Linked DNA regions of Zea mays: region 1 is linked to region 2. Evidence: chromatin contacts called from public Hi-C data. All regions are on one chromosome and are shown on one strand. Each heading gives the region's core, a stretch centred on a gene start, on an enhancer-like site or on the middle of the called end of the contact. The rest is flanking DNA. Distances are from core to core; before and after follow the strand shown.

Evidence for each region. A called contact is a pair of places that touch in the nucleus more often than the background predicts.
Region 1: a contact with region 2 is called in a Hi-C map of ear, with 4 times the contacts expected there. The contact joins the promoter of LOC100381518 here to the promoter of LOC103639140 in region 2. A contact is called at or near these places in 5 of 25 Hi-C or Micro-C datasets (ear, leaf, tassel and 1 more).

Annotation. Positions count from the first base shown.
Region 1 is chr9:135,787,247-135,794,291 of Zm-B73-REFERENCE-NAM-5.0, reverse strand. It overlaps LOC100381518, which reads right to left and starts at 4,311. Exons shown (of 3, transcript XM_008660544.2): 1 at 3,912-4,311; 2 at 1,745-2,614; 3 at 1-774. The coding sequence starts at 3,923.
Region 2 is chr9:135,316,544-135,322,740 of Zm-B73-REFERENCE-NAM-5.0, reverse strand. It overlaps LOC103639140 (putative phototropic-responsive NPH3 family protein), which reads right to left and starts at 3,347. Exons shown (of 4, transcript NM_001323421.1): 1 at 3,146-3,347; 2 at 3,004-3,070; 3 at 1,717-2,901; 4 at 616-1,585. The coding sequence starts at 3,237. The coding sequence ends at 998.

The DNA.
Region 1 (7,045 bases), core at 3,062-5,561, 470 kb before region 2:
CTGCTCATCTGATAATCTATCATTGGCACCTTCCTCTTCAGAGGAGCTGTAACTCACCATATTAGATGGATGTTGTGAAAGGAGAAAACTAATATTTGAATCTGCAGGTAAGTTCCTCAGTTCCCTGACATTGAATGGCACTTCCCCCTCGACTAAGCTAGTATCAATTATTGTGAACTTAGGAAGCTCCTGATATCCATCTAATGGACTATACTGGTTCAGTTTCACATCTGTGATACTGCCATTTTCCTCAGCAGTTAAACCATTGTTTATCACATCAATCTCCAACTCAAGAAGAACAGGATCCGCTGCCACTCTTTTGAGGACATCACTGACAGAATCAAAATAATGAGTACCTTTAGTGAGTTTACATCTCGAGAACTTCTTTATACCCGGCACAAGAAATACAAGGCAATTCTTAGTTGTGCTAACATCCTTTGGCTGCTCTGAGTGCCAACCATTTGCAAGCAAACGGGGCCATACAGCTTCCCAGAAAATATAATTTGATCTAGTCTTACTTCTTCTGAAATCACCATTTAAGAACTTGATTATATCTTCTGAAGCAAGTGAAGAATAGTCTTTGCCTGTAGGCAAGTCACTGTGAACAGAGAGAGCTTGATTGGGTTTAGATTGGTCCATAATGAATCCAGTCAAATCGTGCTTCCCTTTACCAACCCCAACCGCCTCCACAAAAGTTTCTGCTCCAACAGTGGATTTCAGACTGAAGACAAATTCCTTCAAAGATGTTTGGCTATCACTGAAAGATTTGAAAACCTGCAATATGTGAAAGCAAAGCAAATCATATGGGAATCAGGGAGTGCATAAAAAAAATATCAGCATCCTTCAATAATGTTGACAATGCCTGATGTGTGCAAGTTAGTGATTCTTTTGTGCAACTAAACTAGACACATTAATTATGCTTGGATAGTCACAACTCCGTTGTACAGTTATCATGCATACAACAGTTCAAGAAATGGCAAGCAATGAACACTTCTTCACAAAAATGATATCAAAACACAGAATTACAATGGCCAAATACATGCCTACAAAAGCTTCATCTTTCCAGCCTGATGTTTATAATCATAAACACAGAAGTCCTCGAAAGTATATTAAAGATCTGAAGACATTAAAGTTTGTTATTGGTGTATTTGAGAGAAAAAAAACTTTGCCATTGAGGACCAGACCAATCAATATGCTTGGATAACCCTTCATATGCTGATAGCTCTATGGGACTAAGGGTTTGTTCGGATTATCAGCTCTGCTCGCCTCACCACACCAGGCAAGGACAAGCTAAGAGAGTGTTTGAATGCACTAGAACTAATAGTTAGTTGGCTAAAAATAGTAGAATTAGCTAGCTAACAAATAGTTACCTAAATATTAACTAATTAACCAAAAATAGCTAATAGCTGAACTATTAGCTAGGGTGTTTGGATGTCTCAACTAATTTTAGCTACTAGCTATTACCTCTAGTGCATTCAAACCCCCTAAAACAAGTGACTGGAAATTGAAGAAATATAAATGGTGCAAATCAAATGTAAAAAGTTACTATAAGAAATATGTGTTTGCTTTATAGAACAATAGGAATTTAGGATGACATATGTAACGAGAAACTACAAAGCAAATAAATTTGAAATGTCATGAGAATAATTTCATATTCAACCAAGTCAAATTAATCAGTGAACAACAATGAAATGGCAAAAGAATCATTTTTTTTCTACCAGTGCCAATGCAACATACTACATACCTCAATCAACGAATCATGAGCTTCTTTAGGGATTTTAGATTTCAGACGTGATATTAGCTCTTGCTGTCGCCATCCTTGAAAAATGCGTTCCCCAAGAATGCATTTCCTAGTTTTCGCCTTTCTACAGTCAGACCATCTTTTGTACGCATCTCTTCTATAGAACTTCCCATAGTAGTATGCAAGCACATCACCAACAGTCTTTGTACCCAAAAACCTGCTCAGCAGGTTGAGATTCTTGCCGAAAATGTAGAGCCCAAGGAGAAAGATCTCTGCCTCAAGATCACTCCAAAGAGCAATGGGTGAATAAGGCAGCGGATTTAATTGTTTGGTTTCTCTCTGCTGCATTATTGAATTATTGGTGACATTCTGGCCTTCTTGAGAGGGGCAAGGGGCCATTTTTTCATTATATGCTTGATTAATGTCAGATTTAATTTGAACTACAGGAACTACTGCATGTAGATCCTGGAATGTCGGATCACATCTGCCAGTGTCATTGCTGGTTGCACAAGTTGAGGTCACCTGACTTTGCACATCTCCAGTGCTGCCTTTTGTTCCAGATTCTGAATAATTTTGCATTTGTAATACCTGTTCTGTCTTACTGGCTTCTCTTGGTGATGCCCATATAATTGGTAAAGTTAACCCAACCACAACAGGATAACCATACCCATGCAATATGGAATCATTATGTGAACTAGCCATGAGCTCACGACGTTCATCTTCTGTAGCCAGATTGGGGATTTCTGCCTGGTGCTCACTTCCGATGCGTGGACATACAGGCGAGTCACCATATATCACATCTGAAGCAAGAGAAGCTTCTGATGAAGATTGGTGTTCACCATTGTCTTCAAAATCGAGTGATTCTGGCTCCATCTATCACAATTAGAACAAAAAAGGTGCAGTTGTAAAGAGCCATTGCAATAGTACGCAATACAAGAACATATGCATCATCATTACAAATAATGAAGTTTGTTATGTAAACTAGGAGCATGCATGTGCAAAATTTCTTCCTTTTATTTTTTAAGAATTCTTGTGAGTTAGTATGCATTTGAATAAATTATCTGCAACAAGAAGGAAACCAACAGTGGTAATTTACTACCCTTGCAGTAAAAGTGAGCATATGAAGTACATATATAGATGTTGATATGATTAGCTGTATCTGTAATAATTAAAACCTAGCATAATATCTCGAACGTAAGATTAAGGGTGGAAATGTTTTCAGGAAAGGAGTTGACTTTCCTGTCTATTAGTTGCAATCTTACTGTGGAATAAACAGCAGAATGCAATAAGGTTTCCTGCCATGCAAGAAATTGTAGTAGAGGAAACAATACTACAGCAACTCCAGGGTCATCAAAATGATGTACTATCGGTTCCAACAGAAAATTTGCATAACATGGAAACACAGGCACGCTAGCTCTTGCAGGCAGCAAATGAAGTCAGTGCCTACTATGTATAAGATTCATCAACGAGGGGCCATCGATAAACATAGGCCTCAAGTGTAATGTGTGTCACAAAAGAAACAGAAAAACGAATTGGAGGATTCAATCACTGCACGGACCACAATCAATGCAAAATTATTTAACAGCACCAAGCCATCAAGCACAGAAGCACTGCACCATCATGAACAGAACCTATTGGCCAACACTTTGTCCAGCTCCTCACCGTCACCGTAAGCCTACACGACAACAACCAGAGCCACGAGATCAAGCAAACCAAGTAAATTCTACAGGCACCGATCAAACAACAAACCGCATCCTGCGAATCTATCTCAGGCCAGGCACCACCACAATCCTACGGCCCACGACTGCAAATCCTGCAGACACCGTGGAAACCAAGCAACTGAACCGACCACCAGCAAACGAAAGGAGAAATCGAGCACAGGCTCGCGGCCAAGAAACACGGCCGACCAAACCGACGCCCGGACCAGCACCCAAGAACGCGCGGCCACGTGGCACGAAGCACGGATACGAGCGTAGAGAAACACGCCGGGAGCGCGTGATCACGGACGAAATCCCCATGGCGGAGCACAGGAGCGCGCCCCAAGGCAACGAACCCATCGCAAAACGAGGGACCGTGCGACGCGCTACCAAGCGAGAGCAGCACAGCCTCTCGAGCGGAGCGGGAGCATGAACGAATGCGAGATTAGAGGGAACAGGACAGACGGGCAAACCTTAGTCTTCATGCACGCCGCTCTGGCAGGTCCTGCCCCAGGCTCCGGCCACGAGGAGCCCTCCGACCTCTCGGACGAGAAACAGACGGCCCCGGCCGGTAGCGAGAGAGAATCTCTGAACCGGACGCTAGGAGCGGCGAGATTGACTGATGGTTTGCGGCAGGGAAGAGTACGAGCAGCGCGCCGCAGGGTATGGAGAGTGGAGAGTACGGCGAGGCCGAGGACCGGCCGAGGACGGTGGTGGGTTGGACCGTTGGAGTGTAGAGAGGGAGAGAGGAGGCGGGGACGGGGCTGGAGAGGGGGTGCTCGGGCTTTAAAGGCAAAGAGAAGGAAGGAAGAGAAGAGAGGACGGTGACGGGGAGAGACGGAAATTGGTGGTGCCGTGGTGTGTGTGTGGTGGTGTCGCGGTAGACCGGCGGAAAATAGCCCGGACCGGGTTTGGGCCGCCTGGATTGTAACGGAAACGAGGGTCACAACACCAGGCAAACCTAGGTGTGTTTGGTTTGTTAGGCCTAGTTTATTTATCCTATAGATTATATAATCTAACTTAAATAATTTAAGAGGTAAACAAACAATATAAATTATTAGATGAATTATGTAATCTAGATATATAGATTATAATAATCCATAAACAAGTTAATAAAAATGTATTTGTTTCCCTTTTAGATTATATAGGTTAAATTATGTTAGAAGGATAAAATATCACTTGACATTACATATTAAGCTAGAATAAGCCAACATTTAATAGCTTATTTTAGCTTATTTATAATCTAAAATAATATTTTACTCTCTTACCCTATCAACATAATCTAACTTATATAATCTAGGAGGGAAACGAACATGGCTTAAGTGCTTATATAATCCATAAGTTGGATTATATAATTTTAAAAGGAAACAAACAAAGCCTTAGATAAGCAAGAAATCGTTTGCCTTCGCCGCTTTGGTAAAGATTGTAATTGGTTGTTTAGCGTGGTTAGAGGTTTAGAGCACGGTTGCCCTTGCTTCACCTCTTTGGGATTTGGTTTCTTAAACAAACTTATCTAACATATGTAACGGGCTGGTCCAGTTTCTCTCAAGAAACAAATTTATTTGATTTCCATATAATCTATAAGAACTTGAGAAATGTTATTGTTCCAACTATAAATCCATGAACAGTTTGGCAAGGGTTTCCTTGTTCTCTCTAGACTAGTTTTAGGTAGGAATTCTCCTTTTTCTAGCTATAAAGAGAAGGATTCAAGTCACTGGCGAATCTAGCCAAAAATATTGTCAGGATCAGCAAGATCAGGTTTGCTATATGATACAAATTTTCTTAAACTTTAACAATGTTTTTCTAAAGGATTTATAATTTTTATCGGGGCTCGGCTGACCCCGACAAACACCCCTAAATCCGCCCATGATTCGAGAATCCTTATAAAAGAGGAGTTAATATAGTTGTTGGAGACTTGCTCTAAAATGCTAAGAGTTAAGAACAAGGCAACATAAAAACTGTTAAATGTAAAAGTCCTTCGTCCTTAAAGACATTACGTCCCTTCGGATATAATGAATTCCGGACGAAGGTCACGAAGGAAAAGACCTTCGTAAGTTCGATAGATGATGAAGAAGAAAACATATATGAAATATGAATAATAATACAGATATTATCATCAACTTATTTTTATTATCAAATTTATAATAACAAATTATAAATGTACCTTCAGATTGATGAAAAGTAAAGGTACAAGCGTGATGCAAAAAGCGAATGCCATCTATTTATAGGCGCGAGACGCAGCCCGTGTAGAATTACATTAATGCCCTTTACATTTATCAATAACTCTATAATAATTCTTCGAGGTCTAATTTGACTTTTCATCTTTAAGTCGGTTCCTCTTTTCTGCCGTCATACCGAAGCTTTTCTGCACATAGCTTCGTGATCATCTTATCCTTCGTCATGATCGCCTTCCGTCCCGCTCAAGCTTCGTCTTGACCAGACACTTGTATACCCGTAACCTGATTCCGAAGATACCTGTTCACATATTTTACTTGGAAAATATTGTCAAATCATGTCTTTGAGGACCTTCGGAAGGCGAAGGCCCCCAACAATAGTTCTAGTCTCTTCATTTCCTCTCTTCATTATAGCAATAAGTGAGATACAATTTAGCTGAGAACGACAAGTATAGAATGACCTAAGAAAATAATATTTTTTTTGAAGTTCTGAATAAATATATCTGGCTAAAGGATAAAATGTAGCTAAAGGCCTTCTCCAACATCTTTCTAGTCTATCTAAAGAGCGTCTACAGTGACATAACACATGCCATCGAGCTGTATAACCGTAGGGAAGCGTATCAAACACGCCTTGTTATATGGCCATTACTATGTGCTTGCACACTGATAAGAAAATCTAGACGCAACACTCGAAAAAATCTCGTGTTAGTGTGGATGGCAGGATTTGAATTGTCTAGTGTATGACGCAGGCGCTTGCTGAAACGGAAATGGGGACCATAGAGTTGGGTGATACCCATGACATTGTGGATGCCAAAATTTGAGAAGCCTTGTGCATGATTGCTATCTAAAACAAAAATGAAAAGATACCACACAACATGTCATATTTTTAGGCTATGTGTGTGACCCCTCTCACTCAAGACCAATGACTTGCTTGATATGAAAACATCAGAATTTGTTTGAAAATTTTAAAGAAATATAACATTTCTAATTATTTAAAATTAAAGTCACGAGTGAAATATGTTTGGCTAAAAGCTCAGATCTCATCTATTATTGCACCTTTGTGACCTTCTAAAGGGCCTCTGCAATGACGTAACGCATGCAAAAGTTGTATCCACCGAACTCTATCTAGCCCCAAGGGAGTGAATCAAACACGTTTTTATGGTTGTTAGTATGTGCCTTCACGTTGGCAAGTAAATTCGAATGCAGCACTGAAAAACAGTGTGTTGGCATCGACAACACGATTTGGGATGTCGTCTAGTATGCCATGCGTGTACATGTTGAAACAGAGATGGGGACCACGAAGTTTAGTGATCCACGTGATGTTGTGGATGGTAAAACTTGATAAGTCTTGTTTGTGCTTGCTAAATGAAATAGAAATGGAAATTACTATGCATTAGGTCATACTTTTTGTCTTCGTGTGACACCAATCACGT
Region 2 (6,197 bases), core at 2,098-4,597:
AAAAAGTTATTAATATCTATGATGATAAATAATATAACTACATTTGTTATTAAATATATTTTTATAATATATATTTGGAACCATAAATAGAGGTATTATACGATACAGGAGCGGGGATATACGACTGGCTACCCTTGGACCTGTTAATTGCAATGGAAGGTAAGTTCGGGCTGTTCGGCCGTTCGGTGGGCCCTTGCTGGCTTGTAGGGCCAATGGATATCGTTACGGGCTGGCTGGAAATTCGACCAGTGTTTCTCCCCATTAGCAGGCCCAACCCAGCAGCCTTAACTTCTTATCTTAGTGGGTTGAGGTTATATACTTGTTACGGAGAATTAAAGTAACTTTGTCTATGAATTCTAAGGTAGTAACCTTCAGTTCCTTAGAGCGGACCATAAGGTCAGTCTCCTCTAGTCATAAACTTCCATTATTTAATTAATAGTATTTTTTCTACTTAGCTGAGAACAATTTCGCCTTAGGAAGAATTTTTTCAAGTTTCCTAATTTGCTGAACACAGTTTCGCATTTTTTAGTTTTTTTTCAACTTTCAATAAAGGTGGAATTAAAATAACCTTCTTACTTTGCTGAACAATTTCGCCTAAACAAGAAATAGAAATCGCTCGGCTGAACGGAATTTGGCCGGAAACTACAGAGAAAACAGGAGGAACCATGTGTCCACTGGTCCCAAAGATACATACACCCCTCGAAACCTTTCCATAGTCCATCCATCCATATACATGAATCGCATCGCATGCTGTGTCGAACGCCATGACTTTCATGAGCAGAAGACCACGCGATGCCCGCACCGCACGAAATCCGGGAAGAAATAAACCTGCAGTGTGCACTCACTCAAACCATGTCTTCCTTTCTTGTATGCTATGCACAATTGCACACGCGAAACTTTGCTGTACGCACGTACAGTAGCGTGGCCACTCATCCTCGCGAGCACGCTCGATCGGCAGCGTGCCCGCCGGTCGCCTCTCCGATTCGAGGAACCGAGATCATGAGATGGAGTGGCGGCGGCGGCGCTGGAAGAGCACCTTGGCGTCGGCGGTAGCCTTGGCCCCGAGCTGCTGCAGCCCCGGCTCGGCGGCGGGGCGCATGCGGAAGAGCCTGCCGAGGCTGCGCGCCAAGCCCCGGAGCAGGCGGTTGGCGGGGCCGACGCGCACCAGCTCCCGCTTCATGCTCACGTGGTCCTTCTCCAGGTCCGTGAGCCGCATCCGCATCCGCGCCACCTCCAGCTTCAGCTCCCGGTTCTCCCGCCGCACCGACGCGTAGTTGTCCCGCGGCGACATGGCGCCGCTGCCCACGCCGCTGCCGGAGCGCATGTTCACGCTGCCCTGCACCGACGCGGCGGCCGCGGCGCACCCGAAGAAGACCGCCCCGTCGTGCCCGCCCATGCTGCTGCCACCCCCGGCCTGGATCGCGCTCCGCAGCCGCAGCTGCTCGAAGTAGAGCACCTGCACCGCCATCTGCACCGGGAGCCGCTCGTTCTGCGCCGCGTGGCTGCACGCGTCCGGCGTCAGCCGCTGGCAGTCGATCGCCTTGCACAGCCGGTACCGCTCCGCCTCCTTGATGTTGGGGTGCACCTGCATGCACGCAGACAGATATACAGATCGATCGGCAAGCACGTTAAGCTAGGTGGCTTTTGGTTCTGGCTAGCCAAGCAAATTAGAACAGGCTGAATTGGTGCGGTGCGGTAGATGTCGCGTGTCTTGACCTTGAGGAAGATGTCGACGGCGCGGTAGAGGCCATCGGTGACGACGCGAGCGTGGTCCGGGAGCAGCTCGGCGAGGGAGATGAACTTGGACGGGAGGATGTTAGAGTCGAGCGCCACCTCCGCGAGGTAGCTGTCCAGCAGCTTGGCGGCCTTCACCAGGAGGCTCTGCTTCGGCGAGCGCGGGCTGTCGTAGTCGAACCCGTCGTCCTCCTCGTTATGGTCGTCGTCGAGGTTGAGGAACACCGAGAAGATGCGCGCCACCACGTCCGTGTCGTACAGCGCGTGCTGCTGACCGGCCGGCGCGCCCACGGCGGCGCCCGCGGCGATGAGGATGTCCTCCAGGATGGCCTGGTCCATCTGCATGCCGATCCGCTTCTCCAGGTCGGCCCTGCAGATGCTGGACGCGGACACCGCCATCGACGTCTTGAGGAGCCCCGAGAGGAAGGCCATGGGCACGGGGCTCTTCCTGGACTGCGCCGGGAGAAGGCCCACGATGGCCTCCACGACGGCGCGCTGCTTCTTGACGGCGTCGGCGTCCGCGCCGCCGCATCTGTGCACGTCCCTGGCCATGAGCCCGTGCAGCGCGTTCTGCGCGTAGTTGATGAGGATCCTGGTGACCGTCTCCTGCTTGAGCCCCTTGGCCTTGACCGCGGAGAGCAGCCGCTGGAAGAAGTCGAGGCCGAGCGCGGCCACGGACTTGCCCCACCAGTCGGCCGGCGGGTCGAGGTCGGCGAACGCCGCCGCGGGCTTGAGCTGCGCGCACTGGTCCAGCTTGGACAGCCCCGAGGTGAGCTGCTCCTTGCACACGTTGGTGGCGACGGCGGCGATGAGGCGGGGCACGAGGCCGACGTCCTCGGCGGCCGGGAGCAGCGCCTCGCAGCTGCGGAGCACGGCGACGGAGCTGGCGATGCTGGGGAGCACCGCGTCGCGGAGGAAGGCCTCGGCGCGGAGCTCCAGGCTCTTGTCGGAGAAGTCGTCGGTGATCTGCAGGTAGTGCGCGGCGCAGCGCAGCATGGCGACGTTGGCGACCGTGACGTCCACGTGGACGCCGTAGCAGAACTTGGCGGCGAGCTCGAACGCCGGCGCGCCCCCCGGGGTGCCGTGCAGGCTGAGCCGCGCCAGCTTGGCGTCCTTGGCCTCCGCGACGAGGCGCCGGATCTTGCCGCTCCGGGAGACCAGCGGGAACTGCGCGAACAGCTATGCCGCCGGCGTTAGCACATCGTTTTAATCTTCTTTCTTTTTTTTTTTCGTTTTCTTGTGGAAGGGCAAGGAGCTCTCAGCTCTCACCTTGTGGAGTGCGAAGCTGGAGGTGCCGACCTCGACGGTGAGGTCGCTGGAGACGTCGGTCGGAGGCCTGGCAGAACGCAGAGTCGAGTTCAGGAGAGGAGCACAGGATCCGAGGAACGAAGCAGGAACGCGAGTGAGTTACCACTCATTGGCGTGGCGGCTGATGAGGCTCGGCCGGAATGTCCTCTTCCCGGAGATGCTCTGCTTCAGCTCTGTCACCGTCGCCACGCCCATTTTCTCTCTCTCTCTCTCTCTCTCTCTCTCTCTCTCTCTCTCTCTCTCTCTCTCTCTCTCTCCTCTACTCTTCACTGTCTCTCTCTCCAATGAAGTCAGCACAGCAAGCAAACACTGCGAAGGGATGCACGCCAAATATGTTTACGTGGGCGTCAGGGCAGAGGACAGTGCAGCTTATTTGTAGCACTAGTGCCTTTTAGACAGTGGCCGGTGTGTGTGTGGTGTGGGAGTGCGTGCAGAAAGCCAGTCCCAAATCTGATGCCCACGCCCATGGGCCGCAGCTATAGCTCAATTCAAAAGGCTCTCGCTGGCAAAAATGCTACGGCTAGCCTAGCCACGGCCATGGATCACAGTCACAGATGGAACGGAGGTCTGATGATGGCGGCGCGGACTGCAAAGCCATGAGCTATAAGGAAATGTATAGAAAAGGGGGACAGGGAGCATCATGCTCATATAGGCCTTTTGCCCTTGAGAAGTTAAGGTGTGATCATGTGAATCATGCTCGTCGTAGCGTAGGCGTCTGCGTTTCTCCTAACGGCCGCTTTCCTGATGATGCTGCGGCGAGCTGCCGGGAGAGCTGCAATCATGCGGTTCATTCAGGATTCAACCCAATGTGTTTGGGATGAGACAGGAAACATGCATACCTCTCATCTTGTTCGGTTGCATCTAGATTAAAGGGATTAAAGAGGATAATTCTTTGATCTACACGCAACCGAACAAGTTCTAAATATGCATGAGTCATCTCACTTTATACTAGCTCGGTTCCTTTTATAGTAGAACTATTCTGGCACCGTCCTTAGTTCAGTAAACATGGGTTTGAGGCCTCACAACTCAAGATCCTCTATGAGCTCAGCATCACACCCCCACCCGTTCGGTTTCAACTTTATCACAACACATCCTAACACGGTTATAGATGTACAGAAAGCACGTAGCACGAAAGCCTCTAGCCCGAAGCACTTTTTTTGGCCCGGTCTGACCCGCTTTTATACGGGTCCGGGCCGGCACGAATAAGCGGGCCGGGCCTGGACAAGAAATTATGCACGGTGGGCTAGCCCGGCACGACCCGTTTACCTCTAAACCCGTCAAACCCGTTTTTTGCACTAAACCGTGCTTACCGGTCCGTTTAGCCCACTTTTTTGGTCCGCTTTTTCCGTGCTTACCGGGTCGTTTAGGCCCGCTGTGAGCGGGCTCGGACAGGGAAACAAGCCCGCAGGCTTAGATGGCCCGGTCCGGTTTTCTAACGTGTTTGACGGGTCAGACCCAACCCAAAACGGACCGGGCTTCACCGGACCCGTGCCGAGCCAGGTGGCCCGTTTGGCCATCTCTAAACACGGTCGATCCCATTGTAACATTTGCAGGGGACCAGCATGACACTGCAGGGCTGGTTTCAGTCGTTGGCAAGATAATTGAAAGGTTATTAATTAAGTAGCCTACAAGTACGTATTTGGCTACAGTCACTAATGTAGAATTGAAGTGACTAACCCATATCAGTCGTTGGCAAGATAATTGAAAGGTTATTAATTAAGTAGCCTACACGGTCGATCCGGCACCTAACCCATATCCATGTGCTGGTTTACAAGTCTTTGCATACCATCACCTTTAGTTAGTTACTTGTAAAGACAATCGTTTGGAGAAGTCTTTTACGGGCGTATTTTGACTGTCAGTTATTCTCACGATGCTATATCATCACAATCTGCTACAAAACCAGTTTGTATCTAAATATGTTTGGGACGCGAATCTAGTTGTACAGATATCCTTTGCGATCAAGAGCCGGAGACTGCGATTCACCTTTGCCTCAAGTGCCCATTGCTTTGGAAGTGTGGGAGTTAGTCAGGTCATGGACCAATAATCTGATCATGCCGCCCAGCTCAGATATTCAGAGCTTCGATTCGTGGTGGGTTGCTGTGCTCCAAAACAAATCGAAAGAAGATCAACTCACTGTTTCGGGTTTGCTTATGTACTTCACCTGGAATATTTGGAACGAGCGGAATCGGCATATTTTTTAGGGCAAGCAAGCATCGACACAAGTGGTCTTTCATCTGGCCAAACAAGAAATAGCGTTGAGACGAGCTGCAGTTGGGCATCCATGTGTAGTGTAATGTCTTCTCTTTTTTGGATTGTGTTTGAGTGTTTTTCGTTATATGTAATAGCAACTTTTTAAGACTCTTGTTTCCCTTCTCTTCTTAAATGAAATAGCAGAGCTCCTGCACTAAGTTTTCAAAAAAAAGATATATTTATGTACAAACTGTATGTATGATTTGAACAATTGTTGCTTGAAAAAACTTTACAAAGTTAGACATGTTAATTACAAAAAGCGTGTGGCATAGAACAGTAAAACTGGGAACATGGGCTTAATTAGACAATAACAACATTTGCTGTTGTTTTCCTCATACTCCCTCCGTTTCTTTTTATTTGTCGCTGGATAGTGTAAAATTGCACTATCCAGCGACAAATAAAAAGAAACGGAGGGAGTAATTAAGACTGCGATCTCGTGTCCTACAGATTGGCGGCACACCTGATAGGATTGAAGTGATGAACCTATGATGCACATGTCTCTATGGTTAAATCCTGCACATTGATCCCCATGCTATGCAATCAGATCGCTGCCTGTGTGTGTGTTTGATCAAAGATCTCTCTGCCTGTGTACTACTACCTCCTAATACTAATTTTAATTAAGCCTTTGTGGGCCGGCCTGGGATCCCTGTGCAAATGGCCACCTTTTGGATAGTATAATATTGCACGAGGTGCGTTCTGCCATTCTGCTTTTTCATGTAAGATAGCTTTGTCTCGCTGGATGAATGGGTGCCTTGCGAGGCGGTGCAAATCATTTGCAGCGGTGGCTCTGTGCTTATGGGTGTTTTATACAAACATATATAATACCATCATCTCATGTGGGCTTGTGCCACGCGCTAAAGGTTTATTTCTATAAAACCTTGTGCTGAGTTGGTTACACAAATTTT